Regions from separate parts of the Mus musculus genome. Here all the other regions are linked to region 1. Evidence: chromatin contacts called from public Hi-C and promoter capture Hi-C data. All regions are on one chromosome and are shown on one strand. Each heading gives the region's core, a stretch centred on a gene start, on an enhancer-like site or on the middle of the called end of the contact. The rest is flanking DNA. Distances are from core to core; before and after follow the strand shown. Region 1 holds the start of Hmcn1 (hemicentin 1). Region 2 overlaps Hmcn1 (hemicentin 1). Region 3 overlaps Hmcn1 (hemicentin 1).

Region 1 (3,303 bases), core at 593-3,092:
TCATTGAAGAACTTTAAAATTCCAGAAAATTCTAGCTCCCTCTCAATATATCCCAAGGACATCTTTTTAAATAGCTGAAATACACCACATTTAATAACCAGCAATAATTAGGATTTTAATATGCCTGGCAAATGCACAAGGAAGGGGGGAGGAAACCACCAAACCAGAGATCTTCAACATCATGCTCTCATTGTGAAAGAGGTTATGCCAAAGTCTAGAGAAGAGAGAATTTCAAAAGCAAGGGGAATGTGGGAGAGCAGTGGGGGAGGGCTCTTAAGAAACCACTGTTTTATTTCTTCCACTGAGCGGCTACTTGCCTAATGAAACTCAGGTGGACACAAGACAGTAAGCCCTGGGGCTCCCCCTGTAATGCTACCCTCCACGATGACAATGAGGGCTCCTAGGAGCCTCGCAGAGAGGTGCTACTTGAAAAAGAAACTGCAAAAGAGTAAATAGGATCATGTTACAGTACAGCAGCAGAAAGCCACAGCTGCAGGGCACAACATAAAGCTATTTTTCTTCAACTACCTTTCAAGAGCACAGACCTAGCAAATTGCATGCATTTGTACCGCCTGAGACATGAACATACTGTTTACACACATCGGTGAATCTAACTAATGATGACCCGGTGCCACGGTGAATAGATTCAGTTACAGAATGAATGGCTTCTGTCTTTCATTTTCATGCCTCCAGTTCCAATCCTAGCTGCTATTTACAGACTTGCTCATGTGCCCTGCAGCAGGTCTGATTTTCTCCCATGTGAGGCTATCTTGAGAGTGTGTGCTCGCTTGCGCTCAGTGCCCTGCTGCTGAAAACCCCATTCCTGTCCCGTGGCTGCCTTAGCAATTGAAACAGTCTTTAGCTTGAAAATGCAAGCAGGTTAACTCTGAGCTTGCTGCTGTTGCTACTACAAAGTCCTGGTTCTCATCTTCAGAGGACCACATTTCCAGGTCAGGGCACCACTGTTTAATCCCCCTAAACAAGCCATCTACTCACTCCATGGCTAAGCCTTGCTAAACTGAGATATAACCCCAGATGCCAGTAGGCAATTCTTTGTTACTATCGTATTCCGCTGCATTTTTTTAAATGCTTTTGAAACTTTCTGACAATATAACAAATTCATAGCATAAGAAATAATAGAATTATGAATCACCAAGCACAACAAATACAGAGAGTAAGTATTCCCCTTACCTGGATCATGGAAGGGCACCAAAGCAAAGTTGTAAAGAGGTCTCTTAGGTCTTTTCAAAGACGTCTCCAAAATTTTGGAAGCCCCTTCAATAACCTGAACTAAATCATCATACATGGACCCAGTCACATCAAACACAAAAGCCAGCGTGGACGCCCCCTCAGGAATCTCCTCAGCCCTGCTCTCAGACTGCGGAGTCCCATCTCCAGCTAGGGAAGAACGAAAAAGAGCCACCAGGAATACTGTGTGGACCACTTCCTGGGCAATCATTTTTTTCTTTTCTTTTCTTGTTTTGCTCGCTGCTTTTCTCTTTGCCCTAAGCTCCTAACCACTGTGCTTACTCCTCAACAGCAGGCAGAGGACTGGCTTCCTCTCTGGTGCCTCATCAGGCTTTTGCAGTCTCTGAACTAACTCAAAAGTTTTGGAGCGGAGAATGAGATGCAGACCAACCCGGAGCCCGGCTGCCTCCAGGAGCTGGGCTGGGCTGGGCAGGGATGCGGCGCCTTTTGTCCGGCTGGGTAGGTCCTGGGCTCTAAGCGGCCGCGTGCAGGGAGCTGCGAGTAGCCGAGCGCCCGCAGAGCGCGGGGTCCATGCCCTGGGGGACGCTGCGAGCCTGCGGTGCCGCCTCCGCCGCCGCGCTCCAGGCCAGCGACTGAGCCTCCCAACTTTCCACAGCTAGCCCCTTGGAGGCGAAGCCCGGCGCGACCTCTCCTTCTGATTGGCCAGCGGCCGTCCCTCCTCTGCTGGAGCCCCCACCCCGGAGGGCGACTTTCCCCCTCTGTGAGTTCCAAGTCTCTCCAGTACCGGGGAAGCGCTCGCAAAGTCAGCTCTGGTGTTCCCTTCAGAGCTATAGCCAATCTCCAAAACTCCAAGGTAAACAATGGCTTTCAGGAATGTGTGGCCCACTCCCAAATTCAAGGGCATCACATTAGCTAGCACAAAGGGAATTGGTGCACGTTTTTTCCCCTAATGTCTGTGCAAAGCTGCTTCAGACAACACCTAATTCCCCAGCCCACCCCAAGTGCAGAAGCTAAGATGCCCCAGCCTAGCTTCCTGTCCCTCAACCCAACATTCAGCCCCGCCAGAAGGGGGAGCTGGAGCTTTCTTTCCTCTAGGCTGCAGCTACAGGATGGATGGTTCTTTGATCTTCCTTGGGGAGTGTTTAGATGAGAGGAAGGCACGGAGTTGGGAGAGGCAGGGAGAGGGAGCTGTAGAGGCAAAGGAGAATGGAAGGAGATAGGGGGAAAGTAAGAGACATCACAAAGTCCCTAGCTGTGCTGTGGAACTGGGAAAGGAAACTGGGTATCAATAAAACATTGACGTCCAATAGAAAGAGCAGTGTTTGTCTGTCTGTCTGTCTGTCTGTTTGTTTGTTTGTTTGTTTTTAAAGAAAGAAAAGAAAAGGGGAGGGGAGGGGAAGGGAGGGGAGAAAAAATTCTGGGGGAGTTGAAATTTCGTTATCAAGATTCACTTTGCTGATCAGCCTAAATCCTCTGCGAAGCATGGTGATGCGATAGTATTCCCATTTCACATACCCTCCAGTACAACTATGTGTCACGTCTCAGGCAAAGATCCACTGAAATGTTGTTCCTCTCAATGACATTTTCCTGCCAAAACTTAAGGAAACTTTACGGTGGAAAACATTACAATGTTCTTCCAAGTCGCAATCATTATATACATTATAGCCGGATTAACAGATTTCAGAAGGTAAGCGAAGAAAGTCATTCATGCGCTAACCATTCTTTGTTCCCCTTTAATAAATACGCCCCCCTCCCCCAGGAAAGGGGCTATTGTCTGGATGCAAGCATTCGAAGTACAGCACTTGGGCAGCTTTAAACTGGGTTTGAGTGTGTATGAGACCACCCTCTAGCATGGGGCAGCCTGAGAAAGGGCCAGCTCCCACCAGCCTTTTATAATCTCCAACTGTCTTCTCTTTCAGACCCACCATCTGTGGAACTTGATTTTATGATACCTATAAGTCATGTCACTTAAAGGAAGCACACGGGCCATTTGGGCTGGTGTGGGAACATGAGAGGAGAGGGAGGGAACATGTTTCCTTTCCAAGTAGTATTTAGAGAATGTTGAATGCTATTTGAGTAGTCCATTCCTTTGTT
Region 2 (3,303 bases), core at 279-2,778, 250 kb before region 1:
GGGTGGAACTGGGGGGAGAGAAGGAAGGGAGTTGCAAGCAGGATGTAAAGTGAATAAATAAATAAGTTAATAAATAACTAAAAAAGGATTAAAATAAAATGGCCTCAGATGGTCGATGGCCCTAATTTGCATCCTTATTGATAACATTAGTAGGGAATATTGCAAATAGCTCTACTGTTTTTAAAAGGATGTTTATTTTAAGAAAAACATTTTCAGAAAGAATGAAATGAATAGTAGTAGAAAAGCTTTCAGCTGTCTTGAAAGGAGTCTTAGATTAAGCAAGCTTGATGGGCTGGAAGAGCCTTTTCGTGAGAGAAATAAAACAAGAAGGATGGAAAAGTACCAACTCAAAGAGTTGTTTGAAGCAAGAGCGTTTCTATTGTGTTGAAACGTTGTTAGAAGGATTGGCAGGTGGAATTGTGCAAGTATTGTATTTTGAGTGTAATGAAGAATACTGGAGTCACATCACATAATTACAAGCTGGCATCCATGCCTGTGTCCCTGAGTCTTACATACCTTTTGCAGGGCATGGAAATTCGATGCGCTGATTGGCCAACCTTTCTTGGAACGGAGTGTTAAAAGGAGGTTGCAGGTCTTCCACTGAAGGTGGTTCTAGTAGAAAAACAAATGCACCGTGTCTGACTTTCCTTAGACTCTCTCTCATTCTGGTCCCTTTAGTCTTTGGTCGCTTAGTGATTTTTCTGCCTTTCTGATCTCCCGACAGACATGTCTGTTTGTTGTTCAATCACAAAGCACTGCATTTGTCCCCACGTCTATATCTTCATATCCTTCCATTGCCACGTAAACCTTTGCACTCTCTCACCCATTTTAATAGGTTTCTTATAGGTATACTATTGTGAAATACAGTCCCATTTGGGTTAATATTCTACACAACCTGTGTGTAAAGTCTGTAATTATGTTCCTCTGAGATTTTAGAAATGTCTACCTTTCTCCTTTGACTCTAACTTAGTAAGGTTTGTTGAGTGAATAAAATGAGCTAATAAGCTCCCTACTAACATTTTAGATCTTCACTTCCCAGGAACTGTGATGTCCCAATTATTAAGTGCTAAGTGTTGTACTGATTACTCTACCCTGCTGCGCTAACTTCCTGCCTTTGTACTGGCCTTCCCTCTGGCAGGGTGAGACAGAAAACATCCAGTGATTAGCTCCTGCCAGCCAGTGAGATCTCACCTAAATCCTGCTTCTTTAGAGAATTAGAGAATTCCTGCCTGGCAATCCAACCCAGTTCCCAGGACAGCGATCCTATTTTAATTTCCCCACTGAGCTTTTTTCCTTCTCTATGAATCTTGTTTCTTTCTTTGCTTGCTTTATGTCTACTTGCACGAGAATAGCTTAAGAAAGGAGGGGCTTTGGGTCACAATGTCACCACCATTGCCTAAACCAGGACAGATATTAGGCCCAACCTGCATAACAAACCTCAAAATAAAGCCAACAACAATAGAGGAGCCGTGAGCCGTGAGCTCTCAGGGATCAGTTGAGATGAGGTATGAGGTGAAATGCTACTCCAGCTTGCTCCAGCTGCAATTTCTCCCAAACCAGAAAGACTGGGTGGGCCATTACCTAGGACTGCTTCATTTTATACACCGGGGCCTTTAGTTTCAAAAGTAAACATGAAAATGTCACTCAGGCTTAGCTAATCATGTGTTTGCTTCTGGTTAAGGCTCCCTTTAGAGCTAAAGTTCTATGTAGAAATCGCTCTAAAGGGCTGCATGATTGCACATCCTGTGCAGAGCTCCGGGTGGGGGGAATGGGGGGGGGGGTCCTCGTTCCACTCCTCAGCCTCACCTGACCAAACACAGTTCTTATGCCAAAACCCACCTTGGACATGCAATGTGACCTCTGCTTCATCACTTCCGGCTATGTTCGTGGCAGCACATGTATATACGCCAGCATCTGAGATCACAGCCTGCTCAATGCTCAGCGTTCCGTCTGGGCTACCAGGATGCTGCGCTCCATCAAGGAACGGCCTTCCGCTTTTAAACCAGGTGATCACGGGAGGCGGAGACCCGTGGGCATTGCATAGGATGTCCACTCTCTGGCCGACTTGGACTTTTATGTGTCGATTTCCATGCTGTATTTTTGGAGGAACTGGAAAGCACAACTGAGCATTAATCATCAAATATTTAAAAGTCCCTATATTTTTTGATGTAGAATGAGAACTTCTTACCAAGAAGTCACACAAAAAGAGTGGAATAGTCACTTATTAGCTGTGTGATGTAGGGCAGGCCAGCAGCCTCCTGAGATCCATTTCTTTAACAATCCAGGCACAATTAACTATGCAGGCCCAGAACCAGTGCACTGAAGGAACTATAGGAAATGGCAGGTACAGTAATCCTGGTCCCACACTTGATGAATAGTAAGCACTTACCAATGCTGAGTTTCCTTTTGTTTATAAGTGATGTAAGGTTAAAAGCCCTTTCAGGACCCCTATCTATCAGAGCAAACCAGAAAAACAATTCTTTTTGTGTAGTCTGTTTGTATCCTTTATGGAAGACAGACACTAAGAAAATGTTCTTAAAGCTTTCTCCTAATTTCAGAGACAAAACCTACAGACAGTGTTTATTGTCTAAAGATAAAATAGGATAAGTGATTAATATATCTGATGCCTGAGAATTGGTAAGTGACGGGACCCTCCTTTAATGCCAAAACTCTAGTTCAATGGGATGCCATTGTCATGACTGGTCTAGAAATGCAACCGGGTTAGTACCATCTCAGGGAATTCCCTCTGATATTTAGATATCTGGGATCTACACGATACCTTCCACAAAGGTAGGTAATCAGTGCACTGAAGGGATGAGTGACTGGTGGGCTGTCGTAAATTAAAGGGATAAAACACTTCCATTAGAGAGGCACAATGCAATCAAATAATGATCGAAAGGAACATTTTCTCAGTTACAGTGTTCATATGTCAGATATGACTGTTTAAAAAGTATGATGTTCTTCTATGAGAATACAGCTAGCTCTCAATGTTTTAAACACATTTCCAAAACTGTAATTGATACACTTGGAAATGGAGAAGGGGGAGTTATTTGTAGATGGCTAACAAACCTTTCAGAGTAAATGAAAGAGAAGGACAGACTTACAACTCAGGAATCTTTAGTCTTTATGCAACTTGGAGGCTCACTGTCACAAAGGCTGTGGCCCCGTGGACAGAGCCATCACTGGCCTCCCTTTGAACACTCACCGTGGACACTTAATTTAACGGACTGAGTCACATTCCCAGCAATATTTGTGGCAACACACAGATACATCCCACTGTCTGAAACGCGGGTCTCTGTGATC
Region 3 (3,303 bases), core at 537-3,036, 230 kb before region 1:
ATCACTTTCAGAGCCAAGGCTTTTGTCAAATAATTTCAGTGGTTTCCAATCTACAACCCCACTCTGGTTTTATAGATGAGGAAACAGAAACGTAGTTGATTTGCTAAGTGTCAATGGAATCATATGAGGAAGAGAAGATTAGAAGCTAGTTTACACCTCAGAGTTGTCTCTACATGTTCTAATAGCTATGCCTCGGCATACTGGTTAGCAGTCTCATTTTTAAAGAATGATGTAGACATCACTTCCTTCCTTCTCAGCCACATCTGCAGATTGGATATACAGCTGTCCTCCACCAGTGCTGGGGTTCTGTTTTTAGCCTGGAATAGACTTCCTTTCACTCTGCAGCTTTGTGTGCATTGTTTCCTGTACTACACAGAGCCTGGCTTGTGGCCAGTCAGCAATCCTGGCTCTTCTCCACAGCAGAACCAACTTTTCTCGTTGTAGCTTGTGTTATCACCTCTCCTGCAAGTGTAATGTCTGTTGTTGAAATACTGACAACCCTTTAACCCAGTTTCCAAGGGACACCCCTCAATGACATCACCTCTTTATTGGCATGGTGACTTCCCTTTTTGATATATATAGACACACACACACACATCCTTTAACAGTAGCTAACATATACATGGTACATTGTATGTGGCTACTGGATACTAGTGAATGAATTATTGAGTTATCATGGAAAGCTATGGTAACAATTCAAATTTGTGTTTATGTATAAGAAAGTGGTAGAGACACCTCACCACATTACATTTGAACTTGCACTTTCGAAAGGAAAAAGACAATTTCAAAAGCCTTCTTACAAAATTTAAGATAAAAACAATTGAAAAAGATGTTTTTGAGAAGAGAATGTTTTACCTCTGTTTAGATAGTTTTTCTTAATTTGTATGTATACATATGAATTCAACCTATAAAAATGACCAGTAGATATTTTAAATATAGTTCACAATGTAACACATTTTTTGCTTATTTCATTTCTATAATTTAATTCTTTCTAGAGTGAACATAGTCAATTAATCTAAAACATGAAGCTTGATGTGGTATGTGATAACTCAAGAGGCAGAGAGATCTCTGTGATTTCAGATCAGCCTGTTCAAATAGTTTCAGGCAAGACAGAGCTACAGAGTGAGAACCTATCTTGATGATGATGATGAGGAGGAGGAGGAGGAGGAGGAAGAGGAGGAGGAGGATATTATAAAATGTAAATATTTTTATGAAAAGAGGGAAGCTAAGTCTAAAAGTCTCAAACTGTACAAGGCCCAGGTCTTAGGCAGAGGAATGTTGCAATGGACTAAATAATAAATTTAAAAACAGTAAAAGATTATAGAGAAGACTTGGTTATGGTGGTTATGAAATCCACCAACTCAGGGAAGAGAAACCTCCCTTTTATTAAAATGTTAAATTATAATTATCAATGAAAAGTGATACTCTAGCATGTTATGGAGAAAGTAATGGAGAAGGAAAATCTGGATTCATAGCAAAAGAGCAAACTCAAGTTACACCCACAAACCTAATCAAGATGGGAGAAATCATGCATTGCAAGTAGATTCTTGAACAGCATCAGGCACCAGACATCAGATTAGGGAACATCCACACTGGGTCTCAAAACAAGAAGCAAATGAGAACACCAGGCCTGCAAGAGCAGCCAAAACAACGTCCACCACAAACAAACTTCCAAAATGAAGCAGCTCCTAGCTGAGCCAAGAAGACTTAAGTACTTCCTCCTCCTGACTGTGGCCAACACAGCCTCCAAGTGAGGTTCTTTGTGTGTGTGTGTGTGGGGGGGGGGGGGGTGGAATGAGTCGTGACTAGATCACTGAAACAGGAGACCAGAAGAGCAGTGTTGAGTGGTTGTCAGTACATAGTGGTGGTGTTTGTTTTGTTTTGTTGTTTTGAAGAGAGTGTGTGTATGACTCAGAAGGGGTAATTCCCACAGAGTGATTTCAAAGGGCAGTCCCACTGTTATTGGTTTGTGATCTTGGGAAAGTCACTTCAGCCTTTTCCCAAGTTTAATTTCTCTGAACAAAAAGGAATAGTAGTATGTCATACGTTAAGTAATAGTAGTATGATCCATCTTTACTAATCATGGACCATAGAAAACTACCTAAAAACTAATTGTATTAAACGTGAAAATTATAGTTAATTTATTAGGTCTTAGTCCTCCTAAAGAATAACCTAAACTAATGATGTTTGCATTTAGTTTAACTTTTGATGCAGCAAGCAGCCTCCTAAGATAATGTGTGATTCCTGTTGATTTCCTAAGCATCTGTGTAGCACATTGAGATATGCATGGGCTAACACCATAGTGTATTCTACTGTCTTCAGAGATAACTATGACAACATAGACTCATATATATATGTCATAAACAAATTTGCCATCTTGCTCTAAACACTGTTCCGAATTATTTTCCTTGCCCCAACACGGTTAAATCTATATTCCTTCTGTGGCAACTCTTGCATTATGTTAGTTAGAGATTTTCTTTCCTTAAATGACTAGACACATTGCTTTGGTTCCATCAAATCACAAACCACAAAACCACAGTGTAAGACTCAAACCCTGTGTGGTGTGGAATGCTTAGAGAAAAAAAAAATCCTGCCAGACCAACTTTTTGTTTGATGTTTCCAATCCTCTCTTCTTCCAAATGACTTCACAATTCACGACCCCCTTTACAAGGGATGAGAAGCATTGGTAACTTTCCCTGGTGACCTGAAATGTCCATCACGTAAAGCCATGGTAATGAGAAACAGAAAAAACGATGCTTGCTACAATAAGTTAAAACTCAAGAAGGATATCAAACAGCCCTTTTGTTGATTTTTTTGTTGTTGTTCTAGTATTGCTGCTGTGAGGTAACTGCCCCACCCTAAACAATTCAAAAGCCCTAAGAGCCATATGACATGAATAAAAGCATGCTTTTGTTTTTAAGTCACGAGCAATTCAGAAATATGCCCAATCATTTTGGAACTCAAATGAATAATTTTATTCACTACTAAGCTTAGTACTTAACTTTTTTCAAGCCCTTTCTTAAAAAAAAAAGTCAAATTGAAATAATGAATTTCACATTAAAAGACCAAAATCTAATCTTGAATATTGTATCACTTAATGTATGCATTCCAATATGATGTTTGAGACTCAAAGAAAGAAAATAACCACTACACACATGAGGATAAGTTTTGCATTTACCAGCCCCATAGGTAATAGTTATCATGCTGGGTGTATGTAAGTGATAATAATCTCATTTCATCTTTTCAATTTACCTATAAAGTAGCCATTTATATCTATAAAGTAAAGAAAGTCAGGAAGGCAAC

What was found. Promoter capture Hi-C pulls out the DNA fragments that hold promoters and counts their contacts. Hi-C and Micro-C count contacts between places; a contact is called where the count stands out from the background.
Region 2: a Hi-C map of nephron progenitors shows a contact between it and region 1, with 2.7 times the contacts expected there. The contact joins the enhancer-like site here to the promoter of Hmcn1 in region 1. A contact is called at or near these places in 3 of 39 promoter capture datasets (embryonic stem cells, frontonasal cranial neural crest and liver), 2 of 484 Hi-C or Micro-C datasets (both in nephron progenitors) and 3 of 115 datasets of contacts at active chromatin or transcription factors (cardiomyocytes, craniofacial prominence and embryonic limb bud).
Region 3: a promoter capture Hi-C map of neural stem cells shows a contact between it and region 1. The contact joins the enhancer-like site here to the promoter of Hmcn1 in region 1. A contact is called at or near these places in 11 of 39 promoter capture datasets (the C10 cell line, the HPC-7 cell line, embryonic stem cells and 7 more), 1 of 15 datasets of contacts at CTCF or cohesin (stem cell-derived epiblast-like cells), 41 of 484 Hi-C or Micro-C datasets (3T3-L1-derived adipocytes, the AML12 cell line, the C2C12 cell line and 25 more), 7 of 115 datasets of contacts at active chromatin or transcription factors (PVALB interneurons, bone marrow-derived dendritic cells, cardiomyocytes and 4 more) and 2 of 9 other capture datasets (adipose tissue and embryonic stem cells).

What each region holds. Positions count from the first base shown.
Region 1 is chr1:150,991,593-150,994,895 of GRCm38.p6, forward strand. It overlaps Hmcn1 (hemicentin 1), which reads right to left and starts at 1,843. Exons shown (of 107, transcript NM_001024720.3): 1 at 1,192-1,843. The coding sequence starts at 1,459.
Region 2 is chr1:150,741,748-150,745,050 of GRCm38.p6, forward strand. It overlaps Hmcn1 (hemicentin 1), which reads right to left. Exons shown (of 107, transcript NM_001024720.3): 23 at 3,206-3,303; 24 at 1,840-2,109; 25 at 517-612. Among named protein-coding and RNA genes, the nearest start is that of Hmcn1, 250 kb to the right of the region's middle. Within about 2 kb of position 1,529, at least 22 of the 459 cell types and tissues checked have an H3K27ac peak or open chromatin away from gene starts, as enhancers often do. A contact at or near this core is called in craniofacial prominence and nephron progenitors, where this site is marked.
Region 3 is chr1:150,759,350-150,762,652 of GRCm38.p6, forward strand. The region is part of intron 15 of Hmcn1 (hemicentin 1); the gene reads right to left. Among named protein-coding and RNA genes, the nearest start is that of Hmcn1, 230 kb to the right of the region's middle. Within about 2 kb of position 1,787, at least 27 of the 459 cell types and tissues checked have an H3K27ac peak or open chromatin away from gene starts, as enhancers often do. A contact at or near this core is called in bone marrow-derived macrophages, fibro-adipogenic progenitors and neural stem cells, where this site is marked.